Regions from separate parts of the Gossypium hirsutum genome. Here region 1 is linked to region 2. A link is a contact called in public Hi-C data. All regions are on one chromosome and are shown on one strand. Each heading gives the region's core, a stretch centred on a gene start, on an enhancer-like site or on the middle of the called end of the contact. The rest is flanking DNA. Distances are from core to core; before and after follow the strand shown.

Region 1 (3,216 bases), core at 396-2,895, 260 kb before region 2:
AGAAGCAGGCATTTAAAAGTCATTTATGGTTTATTGCACCTTCCCATCAAAGATGAGAGGGAATCTATTGAATGAAGGCATTGAGGCCTTGAAATGCTCATATGAATGCTTCACATCATCAACAACCCATTTCTTGTATGCTATGCATCAATAATCAGGGAGCACCGACATCTACTCTATGCATCCCTACACCACTTAAATAACTGAGAATCCAATACACAGTCAAGGCGCCCATAAACGGCTGCCTGGATGTTAACTTGAACTATGTTTCTGGCAGCCTCTCAAATCAGATCTGCTGGGCTTCTGTTGTGGCCGAAAAGAAACACTCTAATTTCACTGAAACTTGAGAAATTTGACCCCAAAAAACTGAAACTTCAAGAAGCAGAGAAATGATTCCTTATTATGTCTTTGCAAATGTCATTGCTGTTAATGACGATGGTAATGGCTACATCGATCAACTTTATTCCTGTTTTCAATCAACAATGCAAAGCCTATGTTGTTATTACCCTCATAATTCGGGTTGATCCACGGCTTCAGTGGAGTCTTATCATTTGACCGTATCATCCTTTTCCTTCTTGCATCTGCTCCTCTCGACTCTGCTTGGTTTCCCTCATCCTTCAGTACCGATCTTGGGATATTGTGGGGTGCTTGAATTCAACCCTTGCATTTCTATAAGCTTCTACATCTTATATGTTATTGGGTACAGAAAAAAGTCAAACGTCAAAAAAGTCAAACGTCTAGTGTCACGAGCTAGATTTTTTTGTCTCACGACCCGTATAGCCTTAAGCGATCTGTTCATTTTAAATTTGTCTAAATCAACCTAACCACAACAAATGAGGATTACTTTAGAATTCTTCCAATACACCAATTTGTATAGCGGAAGCAATTGTGTCAAAAGAAGCTATAAAAGAACAACAAAGAGACAAAAAAAATGTACTTTGACTAAATGCTTTCAATATTTTCTTATTCACAAAAGAATAAAGAAACAACAATATCATTAAATCGGGACGAGATTAGTGTATCCCTCAAATCATGAGACTTATAAGATACACCTTTATAAGATATGATTCCTATCAATATTTTAAGATTAGTTTTCATATTTACCAAGATAGCCTATATTATCGTATCTTCATCATTGGACCACCTAAGCTTCAATCTGAGAGACTTTTTTAACAGTTTATTGAATCGAATCAATTATTATGAGCCAAATAATCTCCATCTAAATAATAGGCCTCTATTAGATGCATTTGATACCATGATCACGGACTTTGAACTGCAATCCATGACATTAGAGCCTTGATGCTCACATATTGGTATGAACCATGGTCTGATCATTATCAAAAAGAGTTCCGTGACCCAATCTTTGTCTCATCATAAGCACTGTAATTTCATTTAAAAAACCAAAGAAAAGAATGATTAACTTTCGCTGCCATTCTAACTTTCAAATATTGGGCGGTATAATAAATAATTGAGAAAAACTCTTGATGCTATGAAAGGGTTGGGACAGCTTTTTCAAATTTCAGTCCCAGTCGCACGTAAATCTTAAAAAATAAATTGCGTAATTCTCTGGATTCAAGTTTAAATTATAACAAAATATGATGGTGTTTTCTTTAAAATAAAAATTGGATTGAAACTTATTATCCTATCACTGAATAGTACCATATTTATTTAAAACACCGGCAGTGACAGAATGATTACCCAATTACAGTACCAGCAATGTCCTTAATCGGGTACTGTTTACCTACCACCGACAGATTCGTCGTTTCCCTGCTCTCTCATCACCTCCTCTCAATAAAGAAAAATCCCCTGGCTCTACCTCCCCTTCAATCAACTCCCATAATTTCCTTTATGCCCTCGTTTCATTGAGACAAGTCCCCAACCAATTCCTTTCTCTCTCTAAATTCGCCGTCGTTTACTCCGCGAGTTTCTTTTTATTTGTTTACTTTCATCCAAAATTCTAATTCTTTTTTTTTTTTACTTTACTTGTTAACCATAGTCTCCGAGATGAGTTAAAATTCTGGTCAGACACATTTATGACCGTCGGATCTACCTCGTGACCCGTGACGTAGAAACACATCAATTACTAATTTTTCTCAAAAGAGAAAGACGCAGTAAGTTGTTCATTTTCTCTCACTTCTTTTATTTATTCATTTATTTTTTGTGATAAAATTAAAATAAGAAGCAAATTTTTAACCACCTAAAATTTTGGGCTCTTTACTTACCTTGTTCTTGCTTCTTGATCGTAATGTTCGTTTTGGTACGGTTCGTGCGTGTACACTGATGCCATTTTCACACTATTTAGACCTAAAGCCAGTAATTCGGATCACCGGCGGCCAAGCCTTGATTCTTCGAGACGGAGTATAGATGTCGGGGCCACTCGATCGATTCGCTCGGCCTTGTGAGTTTAACTTCGTTCGTTTCTTCATCTTGTTATTCTAGGGTTCTACTGTTGCTACAGTCTGGTTGCTGAGAAAATTTTGGTATTGCAGATAATGGAAGAGAAATTAAAGACTCGATTTTACTAAAGAATAAATGAATTCGATTCTTGTTTAGGTTGTCAGATATAACATTGGAGATTATAGACATTATTTTCATTTTATTTATTTTTTTGACTTCTTATTTTGTTATTTTTTGCCATGATTTGTAGCTTCTTTAGATTTTCTTTTCAGAAATATAGGTAAAAATGAGGGGAAAAAATGATTCTCACTTCATCTTTTATTTCTTCTTTATCTAAACACTACATGTTTTTAACTGTAATGCTTTGATATATGTCATGAGACAGGCTTTGAGGGGTTTTATGGTAGTGATGAGAGGAGAGAGAGGAAATCTGATTTCGAGAACTCAGAGGATGAAAGGCGCACAAGAATTGGATCCTTGAAAAAGAAAGCAATAAGTGCATCTGCTAGATTTAAGCATTCTCTTAAAAAGAAGAGTAATAGAAGGAAAAGTGATGGCCGTGTCAGCTCTGTATCCATTGAGGATGTTCGCAATGCTGAAGAGCTACGGGCTGTTGATCAATTTCGACAAGCATTAATCATGGAAGAACTGCTTCCAGAAAAACACGACGACTATCACATGATGTTGAGGTGCTCTCCTTCTCTTAATTTTATTTCACATTCCTCAACATATTAGGGTTTTTTTTTGTCAAGTTAGCAGTGGATAGCCTAATGACGAAACATTTTATCTTTTATATATAGTAATTTCCTTAATGATTGT
Region 2 (3,307 bases), core at 201-2,700:
ATCTATCTACTATATATTAGAAAAATATAAAAAAATATAGATTTATCAAAATTTAAAATATTTTAAAGATTCCGAATTCATTATTAAATAAGCTTTTAGCAAATTGATGGATTTGATAAATGATTATGAATGTTATATTTTTAAATAGTTTACTACTCAACTTAAAAACTTAATTCAAATCCAAATCCTAAAATTCCCAAACGCTATCTTAGGGAATTTATAAATCACCAATAATATATGTTCGATCAACTCAATACAAAGTACAATGGATAGAAACTCAGTAAATATCTTAACTAAGACCTACATATAATAAAATTTAAACCTAAAATTATTTAAGGGATAACTCACACATAACATCTGCGTATGACAAGATTTTAACATGTGTTAAAATTATAAATTCTTGTATATATTATTATATGTATAATTATATGCATAATTATTCAAAGTTAGTTAAAAATGACAAATTGAGTGATCCCAATAAGAATCTTAACGGTCAGCAATCTTTCATTATCATCTTTCTTTAAATATAATAGTCTTAGAGATCCCGAAAGGGAAAAAAAATTGCTCTTCAATCCCTAATTCTCGGCTAAAAATTTCCAGTTGAGGCCAAACATTACAAAAATACTCGTGATTAAATTAATACTTACAACTATTTTTTAAAATTTGAAATAAAATAAAAAATGAGATAAAAGTTGGAATTTAATTTGATTTTGGATAAAATTAAATGTAATAACTGGTGCATCGATGTTATATTTTACTTTAATAAAATAAACATTAATACAATAAAACAATTAAATATTTTATTTTATTTTATTTTATTTTAAGATGGCAAATTAAATAGTCTTCAAATAGAATGATAAATAGTATTCAATTCGATTAACCATAACATTTAAAATTGAAAATTATCCCATCTTTAATGGTAAAGTTGGCGCGGGTTAAAATTGATTAGTGTTGCCGGTTGAGTCTTAACTCGATTGACATTGATATTTTTGCCAATGGAGGAGAACGTGGGTTCGAATGCGTTGAAGTGCATTATCTTCCTATTTATGGATTGGAGAGAGGCTATGGGTAGTTCTAGTGTTATCTTAAAAAGAACCGATATTAATTAAAAAAATTAATTAGTGTTAGTTTCATAATTGGATCCTTATTTTTTGCAATTCTTTTTTTTTTCAGATTAATGTTTATATTGTAAGAAAAAAAATTAAATATAGCAGAATAATTTAATGGGTTATTTGAACTGGACTAAATTGAATGGTTTTTATAAAAAAATATTTTTATAAATTTTCAATAATTTATTTAATTAAATTATAAAAATAAAAAATTAATTAGATAAAAACAAGGGTTATAAGTAGAGTAGAAGAACAAAAGCATTGAACCGTAACTTATTGTTAAACTGTACGGCCACAAACAAAAACAAATAAAACGACATAAACCGATACGAAAAACGGGAAACATGAGAAAACCAGCAGGCTATATGACTACAACACCACCAATGGTGGGAAAGTACTAGAGAGAGTCCAGTTTGTTTAGTAAAATTTATAGTATTTTTGGAATTCGAAGCTTTGCTTAGCTGTAATGGGCGGGATTGCCGGTGGTCAAACCAGAAATTGAATCAGCGCCGGAGAGGGAGAGCCAGCTCTGTTGTTCAACCCCTTAATTACTGAACCACCCCTTCACTCTTCTTTCCATTGGTTCAAAACCCATTATTATTAAGCCTTCCTTTTTCATTATATTTACCTTTTATGGGTTTTTACCCTCTGTTCTTTTTGCTCTTCAAAGATCCACTCTTTGCTTTTTGGTCTGTTTAGAATAAGAAAAAAGGGTAAGATAAAAAAAGGTCAACACTTTTTAAGTTTTTGACCAGCCTTCTCCCTCTCACTCTCTAGAATTAAGTATGATTAATTTAAGAGTTTTTCGATTTCAAATTTCATTTTAAAAATCTCTTGCTTTTTTTCTTGGTCAGCTTAAGAAACTGAAGGATTTAGAGAGAGAAAAGGAAGTAGTAGGTAGAAAGAGAAAAAGTAAAGGCAAAGAAGAACAGAAGTTGATACAGATTGGTTACCAACAATTTTGAAGAAATTAGAAGTGAAGAAATTTCTGGGTTGTTTTCTTAGTGGGGGGGGGGCGTTGAGAATGTTGGGGTGATTGGGGGTAGTGTCAATGAGCCATGGTGGATCAGCGTAGCATAAGAGTGGCTTTGTTATATCTCTTGTTGTTGCTGTTATTTGAGTCTACATTTGAGCAACAAGTGCAGCAGCAGCGGCTGAGTTCAGGCGTCGAGTTTACAGCTTTGTTTGAACTCAGATCCTCTTTGGGGCTCAGAAGCAGAGATTGGCCTAGAAAAGTTGATCCTTGTTCGAGTTGGAACGGTATAAGATGCGAAAATGGTAGTGTTATTGGGATTAACATTTCTGGGTTTAGAAGAACAAGGGTGGGTAAACAAAACCCACAGTTTGCTGTCAATTCTCTTGTAAATTTCACACATTTGGTGTCTTTTAATGCCTCAAGGTTCATGCTCCCTGGTTCTATCCCTGATTGGTTTGGTCAAAGGCTGTCCTCACTGCAAGTGTTGGATCTCAGGTCTTGTAATGTCACTGGTGTTTTACCTTCGAGTATGGGCAATTTGACAAACTTAACTAGTTTATATTTGTCGGATAATAGGCTCACTGGCCAAATTCCATTCACTCTGGGTCAATTGTTAAGCCTTTTAGTTCTTGATCTTTCCAAGAATTCGCTTACTGGATCTATTCCATCATCATTTGGTTCACTAAGGAATTTAACAAGTCTTGACATTTCTTCCAACAGTTTAAGGGGGTCAATTCCCCCTGGCCTTGGGGCCCTTTCCAAGCTTCAAACTCTGAATCTCTCAGTCAATGGTCTAACGTCTTCGATACCTTCACAGCTTGGCGACCTTGATAGCTTGGTGGACCTTGATCTCAGCAGCAATGGTTTGTCAGGGTCGGTTCCACAAGATCTTAGAAGGCTAAGGAATTTGCAGAGAATAGTTTTGGGGAACAATGGTCTTAGTGGGTCCCTTCCGGTCAATTTGTTCCCTGCACCAAGCCAGTTGCATGTTGTTGTTCTGAGAAACAATAGGTTCATTGGTAACCTTCCTCAAGTATTATGGTCAATTCCTGGGTTGAACCTGCTTGATATCTCTGACAATAATTTCACTGGGGAGCTGCCAACTGCTTTGGACAATAATGCCATTGCTGCGGTTCTTGACATGTCTCGGAACAAGTTTTATGGAGGTCTAACAACTATTCTCAGAAGGTTCAGTTCTACTAATTTGTCTGGAAACTATTTT

What was found. A called contact is a pair of places that touch in the nucleus more often than the background predicts.
Region 1: a Hi-C map of leaf shows a contact between it and region 2, with 2.8 times the contacts expected there. The contact joins the promoter of LOC107945024 here to the promoter of LOC107953431 in region 2. A contact is called at or near these places in 2 of 34 Hi-C or Micro-C datasets (callus and leaf).

What each region holds. Positions count from the first base shown.
Region 1 is chrD12:3,981,192-3,984,407 of Gossypium_hirsutum_v2.1, reverse strand. It overlaps LOC107945024 (phosphatidylinositol/phosphatidylcholine transfer protein SFH6), which reads left to right and starts at 1,645. Exons shown (of 14, transcript XM_041108257.1): 1 at 1,645-2,111; 2 at 2,303-2,398; 3 at 2,783-3,086. The coding sequence starts at 2,365.
Region 2 is chrD12:3,720,304-3,723,610 of Gossypium_hirsutum_v2.1, reverse strand. LOC107953431 (probable LRR receptor-like serine/threonine-protein kinase At2g16250) reads left to right here and starts at 1,450. Exons shown (of 5, transcript XM_016888741.2): 1 at 1,450-1,822; 2 at 1,964-3,307. The coding sequence starts at 2,168.